7 separate regions of the Mus musculus genome follow, and regions 1, 2, 3, 4, 5 and 6 are each linked to region 7. Evidence: chromatin contacts called from public Hi-C and promoter capture Hi-C data. All regions are on one chromosome and are shown on one strand. Each heading gives the region's core, a stretch centred on a gene start, on an enhancer-like site or on the middle of the called end of the contact. The rest is flanking DNA. Distances are from core to core; before and after follow the strand shown. Region 1 holds the start of Brms1l (breast cancer metastasis-suppressor 1-like). Region 2 holds the start of Pcnx4 (pecanex homolog 4). Region 3 holds the start of Sec23a (SEC23 homolog A, COPII coat complex component). Region 4 holds the start of Mipol1 (mirror-image polydactyly 1). Region 5 holds the start of Arid4a (AT rich interactive domain 4A (RBP1-like)). Region 6 holds the start of Foxa1 (forkhead box A1). Region 7 holds the start of Klhl28 (kelch-like 28).

Region 1 (3,138 bases), core at 97-2,596, 9.1 Mb after region 7:
AGTTCAACTGTCCTGCTGAGTAAGCAAAACACTGTTCTTCAACGGAGATAACTATAAATTTATCCTCATGTTTATTTATGAGTATAATGAGTATGAGTATATAAATGAGTATATGAGTATAAATATTTATGAGTAAAAACTTCATAAATATTTACTTTTGGATGGCTGACTTATCGGCATTACATGCTTCCAAGTATACTTTTTTGACAGACAAACCTGAAAAAAAAAAAGGTGTGAGGTGATACCACAGTCATTAACCTGTTATCAATGCTTCCCATTACACAGCCAAAACCAGGGTTAGACAAAGCCATTCTCAGTCTGTCATATGGTTAGAGGAAGATCCGGGAAATCAGTTCCATTCATTTTATTAAAGTATTAAAAGACTTATAAGGGGTTAGAAACAGCCCAAAGTTACAAAATAACCAAAGCTTGAAGATTCTGGGAATGTCAACACTGCCCACATCTTCCAGATTAAAAACTGACAAAGATTCCAAATGATCCCTCAGGCTGGTCCCTTCTTCGTCTTGAAAACTTTTGGGACCTATTATGAACCTGAGAGTTCCCAAGTCAGTCCTCTGATGACAGTACTGGTGAGAGGCTGACCTGAAAGCTAAGGTTGATGAGTGGCAAGCCCGCCAAGGACCAAGGCAAATTTATCCTCAGCCCCCACAAAAACGCTGACAAAGGTTGCTGAGACTACTAGTAAAGAGGTCGGTGGTGTCAGCTAAGGGACATTTGCAGTCTTCCAGACCAGCCAGCCGGACATTCCACTCCGGAGCCGGTAGCCCCAGGGTACTGCCAGGTGACCCTAGGGCGGGTCCCACAGTGCACAGAATCGCCTCGGGTCCTCAAAGCCTGCGGGCGCCCAGCCCACCGGGAGCCAGAGCCAGAACTGGAGCCCGCGGCGACCCGCAGCTCCGGGTGCCAGACGCCGAGCCAGTCCCCGCCCCTTCCCCATCTCCCCGCCCCGCGCTCGCAGCAGGACGCACCGCCCGGCGTGAGCACCGCGGCCTGTCGCGCGCGCGGCGCAAGGGACCCGGCATCCCCGCCCAGCTGGGTAGCGCACCTGAACTGTCCCCATCCTCCGAGACCGACGAGCTCTCGGTGTCCTCGTCTTCGGAACTGCTCCCCTCGTTCTCCGCGTAGTCCACCTCCATCTCATCGTGATGATTCGTCTCCTTCTTATCCCCTCGAGAATGGACCGGCATTTTCCAACCTCGCCGTCGCTTCCCACTTCCTGCTCCCAGCCCGGCCACTGCCGCTTCGGTGAAGGGCGCGCCGAACGCCCCGACCCACCCGGCCACCGAGCTGGATCCGAAACCCTCGACTCCTCCCCACCCCCGGCCTCAGCCTCACAACCTAACCCGCAGGCTTGCGCTGCGAGCTCTGCCATTGGTCAAGGCTGTCCCGGAGCTAGAGGCGTGGCTTGTCTTGCAAGCGAACGATTGGTTACCGGTGATTACGGCGCGGCCTTCCGCTGTCTGTCGGGAATTGTAGTCCTTAGGCCTCAGAGCTTCAGGGGCTATGGGTTTCTAAGATTCAGCTGCCTTAATCGCTTCTCACTTCGGACTTCAAGTCCCACAAGGCAGGAAAGCTGACATACTGGGACGCAGTTTATAAACTAAACAGAAACAGATTGTGCGGATTTGGTCTGTACTTATCCTTTTCCCGCCAAGTGGTTATCTGATCTGCCTAGCTACTCAAACTGTGAGAAGAATGTGAAAAGATCCTTTGCCTGAAAGGGTCTTTGCATACTCTGTGAGCCTGGAGGGTTACAGAATCGTCTCTTCTACACTAGTAGTACCTTTAGTACAGCTAGTAAACTATTAAATTGAATTGTATGTGTAAGAAATAATTTTCACAAAGAAAATTTCATTGTTCTTGGAATTTTTACAACCAAAACTACAGAGGGGAAGGAAATTTTATCTTAGTATTTCAATCTTGCGTTCTTACTTTTTTTTTTTTTTTTTAATGGAAGAAGCTACCCAAATTAAATTGATTTAATTTCAGGTTCCAGTGAAAAATAAATATTTGACTTAAAAAGATGTCATTTTTTTTTTTTCAAAAACAGGATTACACAGACAAGGACGATGCCATAACTACCATAATAATCGTAACTTATAACCGATCACTTTCACTCTTTATCAGGTTATCTTGGTAAATTCACTGCATGGATTTGCTGAGTTCAATTTTTAGTTTAATAGCCCTAAGGTAGGAGTCGGTATTATGTCCATTTTATCAACAAAATATATGGTTAAAGTATTAAAGGGACACCAGGAAGTAGAATGAAACTTAGCTGTCCTGGAACTTGCTCAGTAGGCTGACCTTGAGTTTAGTGATCTGCACGGCTCTGTCTCCTGGGATTAAAGGTATGTTCCATCACACATAGACTTAAATTTAGCTGAGTGGGATCTGTTATCTCCTAAAACAAAAGATTTTGCTCTGTTCTACTTCCCGGTGTCCCTTTAAATATTTTTCCTTTCTCAGCTTGCTCATTTTCTTACAGGTTCAGAGGTTCTGTCCATTACCATCAAGGCGGGAGCATGCCAGCATCCGGAGGAGCTGAGGGTCCTACATCATCTTATTCAGACTGGCTCCCAGGGAGCTAGGATGAGGGTCTTAAAGCCCATGCCCACAACGACACACTTGCTCTAACACCTACTGCAGCAAGGCCACACCTCCTAATAGTGCCACTTCCTGGGCCAAGCATATACAAACATCACCATCACCACCATCTTCCACACTTCAGACGCTCTCATGTTCCACCAGACGATGGCTCATGTTCCACCAGACGATGGCTATGCTCCGTCCTTTTTTTCTTCTTTTCCTAGCAGTCTATATTCAGCCAATGTGGGTCACTTATAAGATTGCAAGTTCCTTGAGAACAAGGGTTGTTTTAATCAAGCATGAAAATAAAAGACAAAGCAAAGTTACTGTGGGGGCAGCTACTATGTTGCAACCAGGCAGTTGATAGGATCTGATAATTTTAGCCTAACAATATCAGGCCTTCCAAATCTGCAAGAGAAACTAAAACTGTGACTTCTGTACAGAATGTCAAGATACAAACACTGCCTCAGATGAAGTGGGGTTTTTTGTTGTTGTGAGCATGTTTGTTGAGACAGTCTTGCTGGCCTTGAG
Region 2 (3,277 bases), core at 773-3,272, 7.6 Mb before region 7:
TCTGAGGATTCTTGAATAGAGGACTTGAAAGGAATATAAAAAGTTATAAAAGGTAAAACCTGATACCCAAGCTGGCCTGAGGACACTGGCACCTAACACTCTTGAACGAGAGCGGTTAAGAGCCCAGGCCATCAGGGAAGTGAAGCTATTTGCAGAATGGCAAAAGGCTGCAATTAGAGATCTGCATCTCAGCTATATTAATTAATTAACTAGCTAATTAATTAATTCTCCCAATTCAATGATGAAAATACAACCTGGTTTTAAAAAGATAAACTAAGGATAAGAATTGACAGTTTCTGGGTGATAGACCATGCTGGAAATGAAGCTTGCCATGAGGAAATGCAAGCCAAACCTACCATGAGATAGTGTGAATTTCTCTGATTGGCTAAAATAAAAATGAAAGCCTAGAACAAGTGTTGATGAGGTTAATGTAAAACCTTCAAATACATCTAGTGGGGATGTACAGTGAGTGGTGCTATGCTTTGGGAAAAAAAAAAATCTGTCAGTTTCTCAAAGAGCCAAACAAGGGAATTAGCCTCTGACATACCTATTCCATTACCAGGTATTATATCCATGAAAACATGCCTACATAAAAATTTATACAAAATGTCCACGGCATTATTAGTACTGGCAAACTCTTTTTGCCAATGGCTAATGGCTAAATAATACAGGGCATATCTGCCTAATATACTAATAAACAATAATGAATAATACAAGCTGCAACATAAAATTCGCTAGATGCACGCACACAGATCACATGTTTTAAGGTTGTGTTTATATCGAGTATCTGAAATAATTTTGTTGAGACTAAAGATTAGTGATTGCCTACAACTAATAGCAGGAATATTGGGGAGGAGAGAGAAAAAGCAGCTAAATAGAAAAGATTTCTTTTGGAGGTAATCAAATTGCTCCGAAACCAACTTGTAGAGATGATTGTGCAAACCTGTTGAGATGCTCAAAACCAGTAAGCTGTATACTTCCAGAAAATGAATTGTATGTACCTCAGGAAAGCTCTCACAGAGGAGGATGCAAAGGTCCCCTGCCCGGGATTTTCCACAGCAGTTAATAACCAATAGGCATTTCCTAAAGGTAGGAAAGGCATAACCTGTAGCTAGCCTGGGATCCAGGCAGTTAAATCACTAAAATGGCAATATCTGTACTGGATGCTGTGAGAAATTATGGGTGATTGGGTGTGAATGGAAGCAGATATAAAATAATATGAATGCTCTCTCTCTAAACTCAGGGATTTAATGAAAAAAAAATAGAACCATAGTGGAAAAAATGAATAAGGGGAACATGAGAATAAGAGAGCATACAATTCAGAGGTCTAATAAATAACGAATGGGATTCATTTTTAAAAATTCTGGTCTTTGACACGCAAAGGATTATATAGAGACAGAGAAACCTGAGAAACGCGCTATACATATCCAGGAGGCCAAGAATGAACAAATTTTGGTCAGGAGGGCTTGAGACAGAGATAAACCAAGAAAGAGTGATCTTACCTAAGGGGCATAGGCCATGAACTTGATTAGAGTAACATGGCCATCCCTCAGCAGGGCCAAAGGGCCATTCTCCATTTCACAGAGGCCTCTCAGAAATAAAACGTAACTCCACGGGCTGCAAAAGTATTCTCAGTCACATTAAAGCCAAACTGGATCACTACCTCGATCAACTCAATTTGCTCAGTACATTAAAAAGAGCAATAATTGCATTTAAAAGCTGTTTCATGGAGAGCGAAAGATGTTTCTTGAGGTATTAAAAGGTGAAGGAACCCAGTAGTACCCAGGGGTGGAAACTAAGGCAGCAACGAAGTCTCAGGTGTGTTGGGGACGGACATACCTGGAGTCACCGCAGGGGAGAGGCGACGCGAGGGCGTCCTGGGACCACATCTCCCCAGCTGAAGTCGGTTGGGAACTCCTGCCCGAGGATGGATGCGGGCCCCGCCAGCAGCTGACCGGAGGCCTCCAGGACCGCTCCCGTTCCCATGGCTAAGATCAACTGCGCTCGTGCCTCCCAGGGGTCAGTGCGCACGCGCGCTCGGAGGCGGGGCTGTGCGTCTCGTCCCGCCCCCTGCCGCCTGGTTCTGCCGGAGGCGGATTCATGTGTGCGGCACAGCAGCGCAGGGTAGGCGGGGTTTCCTCCGCGCAGGGCCGGGCGGGCTAGTGTTGTGGGAGACGCCCAGACTTCTTCCGCACTGGTGCTCTGGTTCTTGAGCGGCCTAAGCACCACCTCTGAACTCTCACCCGGGCCACGCCCAGACGAAGGAACGTGGTTGCCTTGGTGACGAGTCCATCGTTTGGCAACCTCGAGGCTGGAGAGCTGGATGACTTGACTGTCTCTTGGGGAGCCTAGGCTTTCCAAGATTGGCAGACCCGTGACTCAGAAGTGCAATAAAAGTCCAATCCCCCAGGGTTCGGATACCTCCATTAATGACTACAGAACTAAGGCCATTCAAACAGCCTCAGGGATGGGAATGTTTTTAAATGGTAACATGTGCCTGTTATATTTATATTTTTGCTCTTAGTATTATAGTACTTTGGGCACATTATAAACTATATCCATGTAAAATAATGAACCTGTCTGTGGCAGCGAGCCAGGGCCCAGGGACACAGGTTGTAGATAGTCACCCTAGCAACTGGATTTTTTTTTTTTCAAGAGATCTCCATTCAAGTGAAGTTGGGATTCTTGAATTTGCCACAGGAAAAAAATTCCAGGGCGAGCCTGTATGAAGCAGAGTTGGAGTCTACAAGTGATTTTTTTTTTTTTTTTTTTTTTTTTGGTTTTTCGAGACAGGGTTTCTCTGTGTAGCCCTGGCTATCCTGGAACTCACTCTGTAGACCAGGTTGACCTCGAACTCAGAAATCCGCCTGCCTCTGCCTCCCGCGTGCTGGGATTAAAGGCGTGTGCCACCACGCCGGGCTACAAGTGATTTTAATATAAAATAGAGGGACTGATAGATGTGCTCAATGACAGCGTAAGACACATCAAAGTGTGGGGACTTCCACTTTGCATGTTACGTATACAGTGTTGGTGATGTCTGAGGTTATGTAGGAAGCTCTGCTAAGGAAGTTGAGTGATATCAGAAGGTTCCTGAATTTGGATCGGATTACAACTGATAAAGTAAAAACAGTGTTTTGAAAAATATGTTTATAGTCTTGTTTGGAGAGTCCCAAATACTTTCAGGTTTACAAATACTTAAGAAAGGTGTGAGGTCATAAATACTTAGGCCTTAAGCATGGCTCGCAGGTATTTTTCCATTCTTATTTGAAATGATTCT
Region 3 (3,322 bases), core at 683-3,182, 6.0 Mb after region 7:
ATGATACTTATTATTTCGCTTTGTAGAATAGAGAGATGTGTTTTACTTTATTATGAAATGGGAAATAAAAGTGCAAGCTCCCAATGAAAAAACGAAACGCCTGACACCTAGATGAAAAGCAAAGAAATTTAAGAACACACGTCTTAACGTGCAATCAAGTTCAAAAGTTATCTGCCAACCGTAGGGTGTAATAAGATCTTAAATTTCCCGGACCTCCCGAAAGATAGGAACGCAAACAGAGGAGGGACTGTTGCACACCAAGGGTCAGGCGCGGCACCAGGGCTGTACACAGGGGCACGACAACCAGCCCACTCGCACGGGGCGAAATCACTCACTGCACTCTCCTCAGATATTCCTGAGGCGTCCTGGGGGGGACCGAGGGATCGAAACCTTCCGTCAAGTCACAGGGCTCCACAGGTAACAACCGTGGCATCAACTCTTCCACCGCAGACTCGGCTGGAACCCACGCCATGGTTCTCGCTCCCGCCAGTCTCAATCGGCGCCCAGAGTAGGCACGGCGCAGGCGCCTAAGCGACCTCCGCCGAGGCCACCGGCTACAGGCGCAAGGGGGCGGAGCCACACAAGAAACCTGCTGGTTGCATCAAGCTTATGGCACCGGTGGTGGAATGTAGCGCTCGAGAATAATTCCTGGCAGAAGTGGTTCCTGAAGAGTTTCTAGGTCGCTCTGTCTAATCCCATTTTCTCGTCTAAAGCTTGGGTAGGCGGCAGGGACTGAGGATGAACTTTGAAATCTTTAATATTTTTAAAATTAATGAACAATATCGCTATAATCGTCATTTTTAGAGTACTAAAGCCTTTAACCATTTGTAAACACGTTACATTCGTCTAAATCTTACAACCCCTTAGGGTGGTGTCTTTCTGACTTCGCGGGGAACAGAGTGGATGAATGCAGAACTTTTTGTTTTGTTTTTCACTTTTTCGGATAGCATCTTAAAGTTTAGTTGAGGCTGTTCTGGAACTCATTAGGTAGCTCAAGGAGTCTCAAACTTGTAGTGATCCGATCCCCTGGCCTCAGCTTCTGGAGTACCAAGTATCACACGAGGATAATTTTTAGGTTTTTGAGACTGTCTCTTCTGTGGCTTAGAAGGGTCTACAGTTTGCAGTGTAACGTAAGCTGGGCTGCCTTTTTTTTTTTTTTTTTTTTTTTTTTTTTAACCTTGACTATTGAGATTACAGGCATGAACCATCACCACTAGCCGAGTGAGATACTTAAAAACTTTAAAATTACTATTTTGCGATTGCTTGTGGGTCGGTGAGGAGGTCAGAATACAACTTCTGGGAGTAAAGTTTCTTTTTCTGCCTTATGAGTTCTAGGCAAGTGAGGTCCCTGAGCCAAGCCTTCTCATTGGCTCTTGACAACACACAGACGAAAACCCAAAATTAGAGGAGAATCCGAGCATCTATTTTCTAGCGAATACTTCAAATAATTGTTAACTCGTGCTTCGTTCTTTCTCCTCTTTGGACACGGATACAATGTCAGGAAAAAAACTTGCAAGAGCCTTTTCTATATACTAGAAAACAAAAACAATCGTTCAAGCAAACAGTAGACGTGAAAGCTACATCTGGTGGTTAACATTTTTTTTCTTTTTTTCTGGGGCTAGCAATGCCCTAGTCAGGTATTTTAACCTTAATCCTACACACGGCCTCGAGCGGCCACATCCCACCCTTTATTACTCCGGTTACCTCCCTTCCTCCACCGCCCTGGCTATCGCATCGCTTCCTGCTAGCCCCGCCCCTTCCTGAATTGTCCCCGCCCTCCGCTTTGCTTGGCCGTCTTTCACGCTCGCCCCACCCTCTTTATTACTCCCGGTTCATCTTTTCCGCCACTCAACGCGCCCATTACCTCCTGCGCGCCCCGCCTCTTCCGGGACTGTTCCCGCCCCTTCGCTGGTCGCCCCTCCCCGCCTCCTCCCCTTTGACGTGGCAGAGGCGGCACCAGCCATGTTGTCCTGGCCCAGGCCCTCCAAGAGGCCGGGGGCGGGGCGGGGCCGCCCCTGATTGCGGTGCCACGGCTGCTACAGGGCTTTGGAGCGGACTGACGACTGTGCAAGGCGGAGGCTGTGGCCGTCACGGAGCTTCTAGGTAGGTACTGTGGTAAGGACTAGCGTGGCAGCCACCTCTGCTCCACCGGGGTCTTAGTCGGAGCTGGGAGGCGGGCGGCGGGCCGGAGTGTCAGGATTGTTGGCTCTGTCCCGGCTGTGCTCTCGCATAAGCAGCGGGGCGTGCCGGAGGCTGTGGCCCAGCGCCGAACCGAGATCGCTGAACCCTGTGCTTGTCATGGCGACGGAGCGCCCTCGTCTTTAGTCCTCTTAGTTTAGGTGGAAGGACCGTAGCAGGATGGAGACCGAGGGTCTGAGCATCTGGCTCTGCACCCACCCCCACCTCCTGGGTGACACGCTTTGCCAACCCTGCCCAAGGCTCCTGTGCCCTGGGGCCTCTAGGTTCGTTTCTTGACTGCCCAGGAGTGCCCTAGACTTTGAACCCAGGTGACTACATCACCTGTAATTCGGCCTTGGGCCTTATAAAGGTTAAAGAAAAAACCACCAGGTATAGCTAGTGCCTGGGGCCTTGATTATTAATGATCAGGTTTCAGAACTGAGCAATACCATGCACTGGGGCATTTATTCTGTCTGTAGAGCTTTACTGTTTGTGGGAGAGGAACAGGAAGAGGTAAATAAATCCATAGGTAGAGTAGAGTTGGAGATGTCTAATTCATCTCGTCAGCTAAACTTCTGTCCTGTCTTAACACAACCCCACCCTAAACCACGGATAGCTAGGCACATTTACTGAAAGAAATTTAAATTTAAATGTATACTAACATCTTCCTTCTTTCCAGCATCATCAGAGGGCCTTTGTTTTTTAATTGTTTCAATGACCAATTTTATTATTGCCCCCAAAATTCTCACATAACTGATGTGAAATTTGAAGGCCAGAGAAGTTTATTGCCCAAGAGCAAAAATTTGTTACTCAGTCTATTTCATTGGAAATTTTACAACTGGGCCTGGGAAGATGGCTCAGAAGTTAAGAGCACTGGTTGCTCATCCACATGAATACACACACATACACGGGCACAGAAACACACACTCACACAGAGAACTCACTACTGGCTTACAACCTCTTGTAATACACTTACACACACAGTGCCTCATTACCTATTTACAACGATTTGTAACACACCCACATACCTTTCATCTCAACCCCCAGCTCACTAGTGGTTAACAAGCAACTCCATTGGTAGAGGATCCACCACCCACTTCTGGCTTCCACAGGTACTGCACACACATAGTATACAGGCAGATAC
Region 4 (3,487 bases), core at 336-2,835, 7.7 Mb after region 7:
ACATGGTAGCTCACAACCATTTGTAATAGGATCTGATGCCCTCTTATGGTGTGTCTAAAGAGAGCAACAGTTTATTCACATACATAAATCTTTAAAGTATATACATATATATATTGCTATATTATTTTCATAGGATTGGATCTAGGTTGGTTTCTTTCAATTTGACAAGACTACCATGACCAAAAACAAACATAGTGGAGGGTCAGCATCCATCGCCATCCAGGGCAACAAGGCAAAGAGCTCAAGGCTGGAACCTGGAAACAGGAACTGAAGCAGAGACCAGGGAGTAACCTTGCTTACTGGCTTGCTCTCCATAGCATGCTTGGTTTGCTTCCTTAACAACTGCGGTCCAACCTGCCTGGGGCTGAAAAAACCCAGTGATCTGGGCCCTCTCATATCAATCATTAATCAAGAAAATGTTCCCAATCTGATGGAGGCAATTCCTCCTTTAACTACCCTCCTCTCAAGTCACTCTAGTTTGAGGCACATTGAGGTACGGGATGATAGCCTATGTAATGATTATGTAACTAACTGTCCTTTGATGTGAGGTTCATTCCAGATGGCAATACGAAACTTTGCAAAGTGAGGTAACTCGTGAGACAGGTTAAAACTGTCCTTCTTTAGCTGTCTACCACCATCGGGAATTAACGGACATCAAAACGCTCAAGGAGCCCTTCCAAAGGCCTATTCTCTTAGAAACCTAGTCTATTCTTCTATCTTGTAGTGTCCAACTTCAAGTACTTCACCAATACCACTGGGTGGTGTCATCCTCCAGTTAGAAAAGCCAGCTCTTGGCCGGGCGATGGTGGCGCACACCTTTAATCCCAGCACTCGGGAGGCAGAGGCAGGCGGATTTCTGAGTTCGAGGCCAGCCTGGTCTACAAAGTGAGCTCCAGGACAGCCAGGGCTATACAAAGAAACCCTGTCTCGAAAAAAAAACCAAAAAGAAAAAGAAAAAAAAGAAAAGCCAAATCTTGAATGTAGTGAAGGCAGAGTTTGCAGCTGCATCTTACTAATGTAGGCGCCGGGCATACTGAACTACACTGGGGTTTTTGCTCGCACTTTGAAGGGTGAGAACTGTGAATCGCTCAAGTGTCCCGCAAAAGCACAGAGTGGATCCGCGGTCCCGCCAGGACTGAAACCCTAACTCGTCAAAGCTTAGAGGAAAAACAGCCCACACTTCCGAGTCATTGTTCGTCCCTTCTTAACTTTTGAAAGACTATGACGCCATGAGGCCGAAACCTGGAGAAGGAGCGGTGTTGTCACCTGAGGACGCCGCGACGCGGGCCACGCAGCGCTCCTGCACCTCCAGGGGCCGCGGCCGGAAGTCCCGGGCGGGCTGCAGGCCACCCTGAGGTTCTCCCCCCTCCCCCAGCCGCTCCCGGTCCACGCCGTTACCTGAGGAGCCGCGGGATCCTTAAGCGCCCACTCCGCTCGCGTAGTTGCCCGGTCCTGTGGCGCCGCCACCGAGGCAGCCAATCGTCGCGCGAAACGCTGCGCGTGCCCCTGAGTAACCAAAAAGAGCAGAGCGGGCGAGAGGAAGCGCGCGAGAGCACGCGGGGACGAGGCTGCGCGCAGCGAGCATGCGCGAGTCCGCTGGCTGCCGCGGGGCGGGGCGGGACGGGGCGGGGCTTCCGGCGAGCTGGAGGGCTCAAGGATGGTTCCGGGCTGCTGGAAAGGAAGGCGACCTCGAGGTCGCGTTCTGTGGGAGGAGCTGACAACCAGTGCGCGCTAACTGGGGAAATGTGTGGTTCTCGGGCTCATCCCATGGAGTATCTTCACTGGGCAGTGGTTTCCTTCTGTGCGCAGTGCTTTGCGGGGACAGAAGGAAAGGTCCTGCGAAGTGAGCCAGAGTGAGACTTAGACATCGGCCAATGGTTTCAGAAAAGCTTTAAGGCTGGTGACATTTTGACTTCAGGACTAGAAAGGGTGTACTCAGAATGTTCAATCGCAGAACTTAAAAGAAAGGGCTGAACGCCAGGGATATTTTTAAAGCGAAGTATAGGAGTAATGTGGAATTCTATTAGATGATATAGCTGATAATATTCGAATATTTTTCTCCTTTTAAAGAAAGAGAAGTAGTGTCCCTATGCTGCCCTATCTAATCTAGAACTCCTGCACCCCACCCTAGCCACTGATGCTCTGGTAATTTAGTGTTGAGCTATTGAAGTCACTCTAACTTATCTATTTATTGAGGGCATACTACATGCCAAGTAGTCTTCTGGATGCTGGGGTAACAGTAATAATAGTAATTTTTTACACCCACAGCAGAAAATTATATTTATTTTCTGAATTAATAGACAAAGTTCGTGAAAGACTTTATTTTGGCTTATAGCAATACGAGATCCGTGTCCACCATGCTAATAAAGGCAGGATGGCAAAGTGGCTAGCCATCCAGTCAAAAAACAAGAGAATAGAAAATGGAGCTGGGCTCTATAACCAAAAAGCAGTGACCCATTTCCTCTAGCAAAGGTTCACCTTTCAGAAGTGCCACATACTCCACAAAGTAGGTGACAGGAGGAATGAAGCATGGAAAAAAAGGATGAGATGACCAGATGGAAATTATTTGGAATAAATAGAGCATAATACTAAAAAGAAAAAGTTTCATTATTTATGTAACTAATGACTAGTACTAGTGACTTGTGACAGATTCAGGCTTTAAATGCATTTTTAAATTTTATTTATTACTTTACATTAGTCGGAGTTGAATCATATTTTTATGTAAACAAACCACCACTAAAAAAATATGATTATGGTGGTACACATCTGTAATTCTGAACCTTTGAAGAGTGAACGTGAATTCCAGGACAGCCTGGGATACATAGCAAAAGTTTCCAAAAAAGAGGCCACACTAACTTCTAAACAATGAGCCCTAGCAGGGCAGTGGTGGCACACACCTTTAATCCAGCACTTGGGAGGCAGAGGCAGGCGGATTTCTGGGCTCAAGGCCAGCCTGGTCTACAAAGTGAGTTCCAGGACAGCCAGGGCTACAGAGAAACTGTCTCAAAAAAACAAAAAAGAAAAAAATGAGCCCCCATAAAATGAAAAATTGTGTACTTTCAGTATACAGTAGTGTTCCAGAGATTAAGATAGCAAGGGAAGATCAAGTAAGAAAAACACTGAAATTCAGCACAGCAGACATAAAATCTTGAAGCTCCATATTCAACAGCTGGAATTCTTTGGACTCCAATAAGCTTGCACAACCCTGTGGGCACTAGCTCTCTTGCCTATAAGTCATGTAGCCTTCCATCCACACCTGCACCTCAGTGGATGTCCCACAGTTGTAGTATCTCCAACATCACCTCCCAAGCGTCATACAAGAGCCTCTCTGGACCTCTTCAGGTGTGAAGGGATTTGTGCAGGCCTGTGCTATAACGTTCCAGAAAGCTGAGGAGACCAGCATCTTTCATGTGGCATCTTTCATGCCTGATAATCAGTGCCACTCAGACAAAGCTGCCAAGTTCTTGGCCATTTTGGAATAGAGGTG
Region 5 (3,517 bases), core at 785-3,284, 6.1 Mb before region 7:
GCTAGCCCGGGTAAAGTATACTGTTTCAAAATAACCGAAACAAAAACAACTATATATTTTCTATTTACACACACGCACACACACACCGAACACTAAGTACAACGTTAATCATGCACGTTTAAATGTCAGTCTACTTAAAAAGAATAAAAAATGAAGAGGAATACTTTTTGGTAAGTATCTGACCAGAAACAAACAAGAGCCACAGTATCCTACCGAATTCTGAGGAATGTTATGAAAGCTTTCTTTCCCTTCAAGCAGGCTGCCACTGATGTTTGTAAGATTAGGAAGCTTCAAAAGCTACACATAGAATCCACGTTTTAAGATATATATTATGAAGACTGAACTAATCAATCTAAATATTGTCATCACCTTAGTTTACTTTCTTTCCCCAAAAATATACAGAACTATCTCTCTTACTCAAGCTACATAACATGTCTTTTAGAAAATGGCATTGGTAGTGGAAAGGGGGAAGTATAGGTTTTAAAGAAAGCAAAAGCAAAGCAAAACAAAAAAACCTTGCAAAAACCAAAGCAGGACAAAAGCTTTTCTTCTTGAAAGGTGTTTTTGACACTGAAGTGTTTGAAAATCGAAAGACTGCACCGATCTTCTCAAAGTGCTAACTGCTAGAGAGTGTTGGACCGCCTGCATTTATACACACACACACACACACACATTCGAACACGCACACACACACACACACACCCCTCACCCATTCACATGTCATTTTCCTTAAAGTGCTTCTTAGTAAAGAAATCAATTCTAAGTAACAAAAAGCTGCCATTCCACAACTGCAGCCTCCGGACTGGCAGCGTCCGGGGCACAAGGCTAAGAAGAAGAGTTGGCTCCACTTACCTTCATCTTGACTGGTGACCTGTGGGGTTCCAGCTTCCTCGAGTTCTCTTCCCGGGCGCTAGAGCCAAAGCAGGGAAAAGAGAGGCAGAGGATCAGTCCAAGGCGGGGTGAGACCCGGAAAGAAAGTAAACAAATGCAGGCGGGGAGGGGCCGAGCTCCGCGGCCCCCGGGACAGACCCCCGTCGGGCAGCCAAAGCCTGGCGGGCAGTGAGCCCCACGCGCGCCAAAGGGCAGCGCGTCCCGCCCCTGCCCGGCCGGCCGGCCCACCGCGCCCCCGCCTCGTCGGCCACTCGCAGCCCCCTGCGCCCCGGCCTCCCGGGTCCGCGCCCCGCCGGGCCCCGACTCTAGCGCGCGCCCCGCCTCCGCCGCTCGGCCCCCTTGGCCCGCCCCGGCCCGGCCCGCGGCGGCGGCAACGGAGTGTCACGGCGCCATTGCTCTCCTGCCTCCGCTCTGCACCATGTCAGGAAGGAGAAGCGCTCCTTCACCCGGGGGGCAGGGGCGGCGGCCTGCGGCGGCGGCCGGCGCGGGGGGACCCGGCGGGGGAGGCGCGGGGCGGGGAGGCGGCAGGACAGGGTGTGGGAGGGGAGCGAGCCGCACCGCCGCAGCGGCCGTCTCCTCCCGCGCCCGCCTCAACTTTTTGTACAGCCCGGAGAGGCGCGGGCACCCCGATCTCCGCGGTCCAGCAGCGGGTCCTCGCCAAAGAAGCACAGCAGAGTTGGGGGCCGGTTCTCCCGGCAGCCCGCTCCTCCAAAGCAAACTTAGCGGCGCGGCCAGCCCCACAGCCATTTTCCCGGGGAGGCGGCGGAGGCGGTCGTGCCCGCAGTTGCCGCCGCGACTCCAGGACCCGATCGCTGCCCGGCGCCCCGGGCACAGCCCGCCCTGCATCCCCCTCTCAGCCTGCGGAGCTCCCAACTGCACCGGGACCCCATCGCGGCAGCAGCTGCTCCCGCCGCTTTGCCCATTCAGCGGCCCCCGCTGACTACCTACCTACTGCGGGTGCAGAGCGCTGTCAGCTCTCCAGTCTGCCGCCCCACTGATCGCCGTGGGTCCCCGTCCGGGCAGCACCGCTCCCGGCCGCAGCGGCAGTTCCTGCGCCGGGTTCCCCCACTCGCCCCGATTTACTGCCACAATCCACCAAATAACAAGCTGTTGAGCAGACTCGCTTCTACACGAACTCCTATTGGCTGCTCATGACGCCGAATAGCTTCGGATTGGAGCTCGCTGTCTGCCTTTCTCATTGGATGTAGCTGGGAAACTTCCATGATTGGTGCGGAAAACAGCAGGTAGGATAGCTTCCACTTCTGATTGGCTGTATCCGAACACGCACGTTATTGGAGGATAGAGGATTGAGTAAGAGAGCCCAAAAATTTGATTGGAGGAGCCGACTCCGGATGTGCTTGACTGAACACTGATTGGAGAACAAGGGGTCAGGAAGAGCAGTTCCGCACGAGGATTGGGCGGTGGCGTGTCCCATGGAAACGGAATCCAGAACTGCAGCCAGGGTTTTTCACGGGGGCGGAGCCGGCTCTTCCCCAGGCGCCTGCGCCTAACCGGTTCCCCGGCGCCATTTTGTCCCGGCAGCAGCAGCCCGCAGCTCTATCCCATTTTCTGTGTCTGGAGGGAAGGACGCGGACTCTCTCGGGTAGGTTTATTTCAGTGTGGCACCGGCTTACCCTTCCCTCCAGGACAACGCCTAGCGAAGGGTGGAGGAGTCACGGAGTCGTCCGAGAGGTCTGTCGGAGGCTCCCGGTGTCGGGTGGCCTCGGGGGTGGCGCAGCGCTGGGAGCACCGGAAGCGAGGGCGGCCATGGGAGCCGCTGTCCGCCGGCGGCGGAGCGTGGCTGGGGGGGCGTGGAGGAAGGGGGCGAGGTCGGGGGCGCACGTGTAGGTGAGTAAGCGGCCCTTTGCGCCCCTTCACTCGGGATGGCGGGATTTTACTGACACCCCCCCCCCTTCCTCCCGGCATAGCTCTGTCTCCCTTTGACATTGCATTTCGGAAGCTGGGTTGCGGTCTGCAGACACCAGGGGCCCAAGGTGGCAGCCACCTTGGTAAAAGACGGAGGAGGTGTGGTTTCTAGAAACGTCTTGCGTGGGGAAGAAGAGTTATTTCCTCCAACTGTGAAGCTTGGAGGAAACGTGGAAGCCCCGGCTTTCGGAATGCTGAGGAATGTGCCTGCCAGGACAGACGCTGCTGCCACTATGACCTTAGACAAGCGACTCTTGTCACTGCATGAGGCGAATACTATACTATTTTTTCGAAGAAAGTATTAATGCTTCAGGAAGGAACGACAGTTTCTTAGATGAAAGGGTTTTCTGGACCAGATAGACATGGATTCTGTCGTCAGCACATTGTCTTGTTAAATGACACAAAACTTAACAATTGGGCAACAGCTTATGCCCTAAATTAAAATGTGAAATGTTAACCCCAGTAAATTGCACAGTTGAGTACGTCTGAACTAACGCCATATCAACTAGTTAATATTTGTTGTTTTTGTTTTTTCAAAATTTGTTAAGATTGTGAAGTGTATTTTGGTAGTTTTACTAAGTCATGTCTATCTTTTTAAAATCTGCTTAGTTTTGGTGATGCACAAAACTAGAAAATGGTTGAGTAAACAGTTGAGGATTTTTGTTTGTTTTTCTAGAGTTGTGCTGAAGACAACAGACAC
Region 6 (3,498 bases), core at 31-2,530, 7.4 Mb after region 7:
TGGGGGGGGGGGTAAGCACCTTCTCCAAACCTATCACACACTCTGTCTAGCCTAATCTCTTTGGTTAGTCTCTTTCCGCTGGATACGAGGGCAAGCCACTAACTATGAAGAACTGGAAGAAAGCGAGAGACTTTGAGTGGGGGAGAATTTTCCCCATCTACCCAGGACCTTTTGAGAGTCTGATAGCCTAGCCCTGCTCTTCCAGCTCAGAGACGACCAGGCACCTCTGTGGGCTGACTCCAGCTTCAGGCTGGCACCTCATTTAGCGTGGCAGATGCGTTCCAGCACCCAGGCCCATACACTCCCAGTTTATGCCGGTGTTTAGGAAGATGTCCCCTCCCCCTGACCTTTCTCTATCAGAAACCAGACGGTCGCCTCTAGCTTGGTCCCAGAGGCTGTAGAAGGGGGGGAGGAGGAGGAGGAGGAGCCCGGCAGAGAGGCAGGCTTGACTAGGATCCGCCTGCCTTATCACACAAACATCTGCGCGCAGTTTCTTCCTCTTTCTGATCGCTGCAGTTGACAAGGGGAGTGGAGTGGACTGAGGCGGAAAAAAAAAGTTATGTCATAAAAATATAAAACGGTGCTGTGACTCACCTGCTCTTAGCCGCAGGTACGAGTTTCGTGGCAGCGCCTCCGTTCTGCTCGCCAGGAGCCCAGGTCGGCCTAACGTCACTTTGCTCGGCTGACTCAGATGACTGGGTTTCTAGTGACGAGGCAAAAGTGGGGCTTTTCCCCTCTCCAAGCCCCGAAGGCCGGGAAGTAGGGGTAGTCTTCCAGGGTTGAACTTTGGGTCAAGAATCAGGATGAGGGGAGCAAAGGAGCCAAGTGGACCAAGAGCGGAGTCGTAGTAAGGTCCAGGGGGTGGTGAGCACCTCTAGGAGGGAACTCGGGGTCATTCAGCGAGCACGATCCTTGCGCTGTAGCTCTGATGCCACCACCCAGGTCCTTCTCCCGCAGCACAGCTCTTTGGGTCCAGAGCCCTGGCCTGTCCTCCAAGGCACCGCCTATTTTTCCTTTTCTTCTTTTTTTTCCTTTTCTTTTCTTTCTCTTTTTTTCCTTTTCCAAAGGGGGTCACACACACACCCGCCCTATTTTCCTCTTTCCCTAGCCGCGAGGCTTAAACCAATTATACTGCTTTGTAAACAAAGTGAGGGCCAGGTTTGGGGGAGGGGATGGCGGGAGGGGCGCGGGGGGCGCGCGGCGCTGGCGCGGCGGGGCGGGAGGCGCGGCGGCTGGACTGGCGGGCGGCCGCCTCACAGGTGCACCTCGGGCTTTGTAGGTGCGAGCGTCTTTGTGCGGCGGACAAATGGGGAGAGGACGAGGAGGTGGGCACTCCGGCGACGTAAGATCCACATCAGCTCAACTGCACTCGCTTCGCACAGGCCGCCCGCTCACTTCCCGCGGAGGCGCTGCCGGGCGCCGCGCTCCGCGGCCGCCTCCTGTCCCCGGCGCTGCCCCCTCCCGCCGCGCCGCGCCGCCGCCGCCGCGCACGCCGCGCCCCGCAGCGCCGGGCTTCCTCCTCGCCCGGGTGGCGCTGGGCCCTCGAGCGCTCCGGTGACCGCAGCGGCTCCGCGCCCCTCCCCCGCCCCGAGCAGCGCACCCGCCCGTCGCTCCGCACAGGGTTGGATGGTTGTGTCGGCCGGGCTGGCTCCAGGATGTTAGGGACTGTGAAGATGGAAGGGCATGAGAGCAACGACTGGAACAGCTACTACGCGGACACGCAGGAGGTGAGAGGCGGGGAGGCGGTGGGGCGTCCCCAGAGTCGGTGTCCGGGGAGACTCAGGCGAGGTGGGCTCCTGCCCGGACTGGGGCGGGCGGGGTGGGGGCGGCTCGCCCGAGGCGCGGCTTCCAGTGTGGCCCCCACCCGACCTCTCGATCAGCCCGCTGCCCGCTGGGTCCTGGCGCTTGCAACCAGCGGAGAGTTTTGGGAAACTCTGGGCTTTGAAAACACGGGCTCCGGAAGGGAAGCACTTGTCTTTGCCCGCTAGAGAGCCGGGGCTGGAGCCCAGCCCCGGGAGCCGCGGGCGGGCAGGCGGGCTCTGGCTTGAGTAAAGAATAACTGAGAGAGTCGGTGCTCGCTTACCGGGAGGCCTCTCGGTCACACCATGTAATTAGCCGACGTCTTTGGATAAAAATGATCTGTTGCAGAAGTTGGAGTTTTTCGTAAAGAATGATTTCTAAATTTTATAAAACTTAATTCTTCAAAAGCCATTTGTAGAAAAGTGTCTATTCGTTCGTCTCTAGGACCGCTGGGTGGCGCTAGTGCGAACAGAATCTTTTTCCAGAACTCGGGGCCAAGAACCTGTTTCTCTTCATTGTCCCCTTGGTGGCATGTTCACTGGGTTTATTTTACATTGTGCACAAAAGCATTGCGAGGAGAATCAGGTACAGGCAGGGCCACTACCTATTGAAAGTATTTTCTAGAAACAGCTGCCGATTACCTTCAAAAGTGTAATTACCGTTATCGAAAGCGCTTACCGAGAAAGCCTCGTGCGATCTTGGAGAGAGGACTAGAAATAAATCCCAAAGTACTTTAAGATCTGTACAGAAAAGTACAGAGTCCGAAAAGACCTTCGCGGCGATTTATTTATTCGTTTCTGTGTTTCTTTGGGAACCATCTCTTTTTTGAGTCTTCTTTTTGAAATCTATTCATCTCTTATAGTTTCACATGGAGTTACATTTGCTGATGAACATAAATTTAAGGACGTCAATATTTTCTGTTAGATTACCAAATAAGCAGTTATACGTCAGGACTCTTGTTTTTTAGCCACCTAGTTATTATCTCGACTGCTACGGATGGAGATTTCGCTTACCGATAACTTTTAGTAGGCGCTCAGACCACTTTCAGGAGTTTAATTTTGATGCAATCACCTCGGCCCACCAGAGAAGACCCCCATAGAAAGAGCTTTCTTACATCTCAAAGCTGAGAATTAGGAAGCAGAATAGCATTAAGAGAAAGCAAGTAGAGTTTCACTTGGGAATTTTAAGTTGGTCCGAACTATAGCTCTAAAGCCTAGGCTTTGGTGTGAGCAGCAGCAACTATCGGTTACAGGGTGTGTGTGTGTGTGTGTGTGTGTGTGTGTGTGTGTGTGTGTGTGTGTGTGTGAATTGTGTTACCAAAGTTTTCAATTGCCAGAGGACTACAAACAGGTAACAGAATTAACGCGAGGTTTTGTATAGCGTGAAGAGCTATACATGCAAAGTCACGCTAAAGTTAATTGTATGCACCGCGTTGTTCTGGTGTGCAGCTTTTTTTTTTTTTTCATTTTATTTTTTTTCCCAGAACTTTATTTAACTGATAAGTTTGCTTCTTTTTTAAAATACTATCATTGTTACAAGTAGGTGGAAAACATTTCTAAATATAATAACAGAAAGTCATCTTTGGCACCAACTCTTAAGACAAAGCCAGTTGCTGGGAGATGAGTAATTGGGACGGAGGGAGGGTCATATTGACAAATAGGCCAATATGGGTGAGAGTTTAACAGCAGCCAGCACGAT
Region 7 (3,128 bases), core at 295-2,794:
GTCCTGTTTTTATAATCTTCCTGATCCAACAGTCTTGCATGGAGTTCCTGGGGAATAATCTCAAATTTAAGATTGCTACTGGAAAGATTCACTACACACGGGGCAGCATCTTCAGAAAACCCGGAGGCTTCTAGCTCCAAATAATAAGGAACCTGACTTCCATACTGGGACTCCAGGCGGCGATTGTAGTGCCTCCTCAGTGCAGAAGGCAAACGCGAGATGTAGGAGTGAAACCTCTCTTGACCAAGTCGTTCTCCAATTTGTTGAAGTGAAGAGAAGGCTGTCTCGGATTCTTCTTCCATCTCCTGATCGCCAAGCTTTCGGGCCAGAGATATTATTACTTCAGTGAGATCCAAACCCTGCAACAAATCCTCAGGAGTGAACAAGATAGGGAGCAACAGCGCAGTGGAAGCTCTAAGCCGGGCATCTGGACTTTCCAGGCCTTGGATGAGAGTTCGCAGGACCTGCCCAGAACTACGCCTAAGACAAATATGCAGGATCTGCAGCGCATCTTTCCGTAGGGCAGGGTTATCTTCTCGTAACGAGACAACGAGCTGAGGCAAAAGCGCTAAACTGAAGGCCTCTTCCAGCTGACCCGCCTCGCCCTGACCCCGAAGAACGTCCGAGAGAAGCTGCAAGCAGAGCCTCTTCTCCTCACTGCCGCCTTCCACAAGCACTCGGCCCAGCGCCCGATATAAGGCTTCCTTGCGGCGGGGAAAGCCAAGCCGGCCGCCTCGCCGCGGCAAGGCAGCCTGCAAAGCCTGGAACGCCTCGGAAGGATCCGGTGCGGTGCGCAGGAGTTGAAGAAGCCGAGTCTCCTCCTCATCTCCGCCCGAGAGCCCACTTCCAGGCCCGGACCAGCTAGTTGAAACAGCCTCCGCCGGTAACAGGAGGGTCGAGGCCAGAGGCGACGGCGTCGCGGGGCAGGAGCCATGATCCCCGGCAGCCCCACGGCAGTAATAGTTTTTCTCGCCTCTCATGGTGCCCCCGGATCGACGACCATCAGTCCCTGGGGCGTAAGGACGACAGCGGCTCAGGAGGCGATAGGAACCAGGGGTCGCAGGAGGCGGCAGCGGGAGCAGCTCGGAAGGCGCGGCCGCCATGGAGGGTCGTCAGGTAGCGAGAGCTGGAGGGAACCATTGCCGTCTTGGGAGGGCTGGATGAAGCCCAGCCTTCCAGTTCCTCTCCAAGCCCCGAGCTGCAGAGGAAGAGAAGGAACGGCTCCGGTCAGCTGCCAGGCCGCTCGGGCCTTCCACTCCCGGAGCCAGCCTCCGGCAAAATGGCCCCCGCTGAGCCTGGGACCCCACAGGCGCCACCCGGCGTAACCAGGGCCACCACGTGACCAAACCGAGCGCTTCCATGGTGATGCACCCAGAGCGGACCTCTTGACCCGGAAACCAATCTGCCGCGGTGGATGCTGGGTTATGTAGTCCATGTAAGGACTTAAAGCATAGGCCGAAGATTCCTGGAAGAGGAAGTCTGAACGTAGCCAGAATGAAGAGGCGGGGTCAAGGCCTTAGACGGAAATGACGCTCCCTTGTCCGGGGCGGAAGTTTTCCACCCCACCCATAAGAGTTGAGGTTTGACGGGAGCAAGAGAGGATCCCATCCCGGGTTCCAGTTTTCCGTGGCTCCTCCTCCTGTTGCTGCAGGTGTTATTCCTGGGACTCAGGTATTTTCCTTTTGCTATTATACAGTGGTGCAGGCTTTGGTGGTGTGTTCCCCGAGTGCCCCAGGAGCCAGAATGCGAGGCAAAGAACTGGACCAGAGCAGGCAGAGAGAGACGACATGTTCTGCACAGTGCTGGTTACCATTGTAAACGTTCTACTCACTGCTGTCCAAAATAAGATTCTTTCTACCTGCAGCCTGCTTAGTAGTACAGGAGAACCTAACCGAGGCCAAGCACACAGAGTACTTTTTTAAAAAAGACTTTCTTGTCGTTGGGGACCTTCCTCGCCCCGCCCTCTTCTCCCTTGCCTCCTTTTCCTCTCTTCACCCGCTGGCTATGGAGTGTTAAAGGCTTCTGTCCCTTTTCATTGTCCGCATCACCAAGTTTTCTTATAGATAGGTAGAATCAGTGTTTTCCCCTTTGCATTAAACGGAGTGCTTAAAGCCTTTATCTTTTAACTCCTCTGTGGGACTTTTCCTTTCGCCCCACCTCCACCTTTCCCATCTCCCCTAGGATACTCCAGAGTCTCTGCAGTCTTTCAGTCTCCTGGAGACGGAGATCGCTAGACAATTTCAGTTGTGGTGCAAGTTCTTAGCATTACAGTCCTAAGAGAATTCTGCACAGAGGATTTAGGTTGATAGACATTATTTTAAGCAAAATGAGAATTTGATAGCTGATGAGTGTTTTTTTTTTTTTTGTAAAAGAAACTATAAATAGACTCAGTTCAACTAAGAGTATCTCCTATACGGCCACACCCCTTTGGGGCATGAAAGAGCAACTTTTTTGTGTGTCTGTATTTGAAACATTAATGCTGAATTACTGTATAGCCCAAGCTGGTCTTGAAGTCTTGACCCTCCTATCAGTCTTCTGATTGTTGAGATTACCAGTGTGCACTGTCAAACCAAGCTTGAAAACAGATTTGTTGTTGTTCGGCAGACTTTTAAAAGAAATAATACAATTACTTTTCAGTGAGAAAAGACTGAGTTATAATTTGAAGTTCCAAGCTTATATTCTTCAAATGCAAAAGTATTTCTGTCCCTCTTTGTATTAAATGGATATCTCTCAATTTTTATTTTATTTTATTTTATTATTTTGAGACTGGGTTTTCCTGTCTAGTCCTAGTTGTTCTGAACTCCCTGTGTAGACCAGGCTGGCCTCCAACTTAGAGATCTGCCTGCCTCTGCCTCCCAAGTGTTGGGATTAAAGCCCTGTGCCACCATACCCAGCTATATTATTTTTTGAAATCTTGAAATAATTGAGTCACATGTATCAAAGTGCTTTATAACAATAATTAATACTCCTGGTGATGCAAGTTGAAATTGTATTTATTAGTTTTTATTATAACATAATTAAAATGTTCTTAATTTTTTATTTTGGAAAAAGTATTAATATAAATGAGGCTGTATAACCATGTATCCTGTGCTTTGGTTTAAAGCTTTGGTGGGTTTCTTCACTTTCTT

What was found. Promoter capture Hi-C pulls out the DNA fragments that hold promoters and counts their contacts. Hi-C and Micro-C count contacts between places; a contact is called where the count stands out from the background.
Region 1: a contact with region 7 is called in a promoter capture Hi-C map of pre-B cells. The contact joins the promoter of Brms1l here to the promoter of Klhl28 in region 7. A contact is called at or near these places in 2 of 39 promoter capture datasets (cranial neural crest and pre-B cells) and 1 of 484 Hi-C or Micro-C datasets (rod photoreceptor).
Region 2: a promoter capture Hi-C map of pre-B cells shows a contact between it and region 7. The contact joins the promoter of Pcnx4 here to the promoter of Klhl28 in region 7. A contact is called at or near these places in 1 of 39 promoter capture datasets (pre-B cells) and 1 of 484 Hi-C or Micro-C datasets (CD4 T cells).
Region 3: a contact with region 7 is called in a Hi-C map of B cells, with 3 times the contacts expected there. The contact joins the promoter of Sec23a here to the promoter of Klhl28 in region 7. A contact is called at or near these places in 13 of 39 promoter capture datasets (the 3T3-L1 cell line, the C10 cell line, the HPC-7 cell line and 8 more), 33 of 484 Hi-C or Micro-C datasets (B cells, CD4 T cells, CD8 T cells and 27 more), 1 of 115 datasets of contacts at active chromatin or transcription factors (astrocytes) and 1 of 9 other capture datasets (adipose tissue).
Region 4: a contact with region 7 is called in a promoter capture Hi-C map of pre-B cells. The contact joins the promoter of Mipol1 here to the promoter of Klhl28 in region 7. A contact is called at or near these places in 2 of 39 promoter capture datasets (cranial neural crest and pre-B cells), 3 of 484 Hi-C or Micro-C datasets (B cells, CD4 T cells and pre-B cells) and 1 of 9 other capture datasets (pancreatic islet).
Region 5: a promoter capture Hi-C map of pre-B cells shows a contact between it and region 7. The contact joins the promoter of Arid4a here to the promoter of Klhl28 in region 7.
Region 6: a contact with region 7 is called in a promoter capture Hi-C map of pre-B cells. The contact joins the promoter of Foxa1 here to the promoter of Klhl28 in region 7. A contact is called at or near these places in 3 of 39 promoter capture datasets (cranial neural crest, maxillary cranial neural crest and pre-B cells).

What each region holds. Positions count from the first base shown.
Region 1 is chr12:55,834,574-55,837,711 of GRCm38.p6, reverse strand. Brms1l (breast cancer metastasis-suppressor 1-like) reads right to left here and starts at 1,346. Exons shown (of 10, transcript NM_001037756.3): 1 at 1,067-1,346. The coding sequence starts at 1,208.
Region 2 is chr12:72,535,102-72,538,378 of GRCm38.p6, reverse strand. Pcnx4 (pecanex homolog 4) reads right to left here and starts at 2,022. Exons shown (of 11, transcript NM_026327.3): 1 at 1,840-2,022.
Region 3 is chr12:59,010,627-59,013,948 of GRCm38.p6, reverse strand. It overlaps Sec23a (SEC23 homolog A, COPII coat complex component), which reads left to right and starts at 1,932. Exons shown (of 20, transcript NM_009147.2): 1 at 1,932-2,103. Gemin2 (gem nuclear organelle associated protein 2) reads right to left here and starts at 558. Exons shown (of 10, transcript NM_025656.5): 1 at 336-558. The coding sequence starts at 472.
Region 4 is chr12:57,228,523-57,232,009 of GRCm38.p6, reverse strand. Mipol1 (mirror-image polydactyly 1) reads right to left here and starts at 1,585. Exons shown (of 10, transcript NM_001164370.1): 1 at 1,399-1,585. It overlaps Prps1l3 (phosphoribosyl pyrophosphate synthetase 1-like 3), which reads right to left and starts at 1,598. Exons shown (of 2, transcript NM_001037746.3): 1 at 1,399-1,598.
Region 5 is chr12:71,014,484-71,018,000 of GRCm38.p6, reverse strand. It overlaps Arid4a (AT rich interactive domain 4A (RBP1-like)), which reads right to left and starts at 2,034. Exons shown (of 24, transcript NM_001081195.1): 1 at 1,840-2,034; 2 at 853-910. The coding sequence starts at 858. 3110056K07Rik (RIKEN cDNA 3110056K07 gene) reads left to right here and starts at 2,178. Exons shown (of 4, transcript NR_045055.1): 1 at 2,178-2,494; 2 at 3,494-3,517.
Region 6 is chr12:57,543,893-57,547,390 of GRCm38.p6, reverse strand. It overlaps Foxa1 (forkhead box A1), which reads left to right and starts at 1,280. Exons shown (of 2, transcript NM_008259.4): 1 at 1,280-1,727. The coding sequence starts at 1,656. It also overlaps a transcript of Ttc6 not described here.
Region 7 is chr12:64,963,952-64,967,079 of GRCm38.p6, reverse strand. Klhl28 (kelch-like 28) reads left to right here and starts at 1,544. Exons shown (of 5, transcript NM_025707.3): 1 at 1,544-1,671. Togaram1 (TOG array regulator of axonemal microtubules 1) reads right to left here and starts at 1,338. Exons shown (of 20, transcript NM_177805.3): 1 at 1-1,338. The coding sequence starts at 1,103.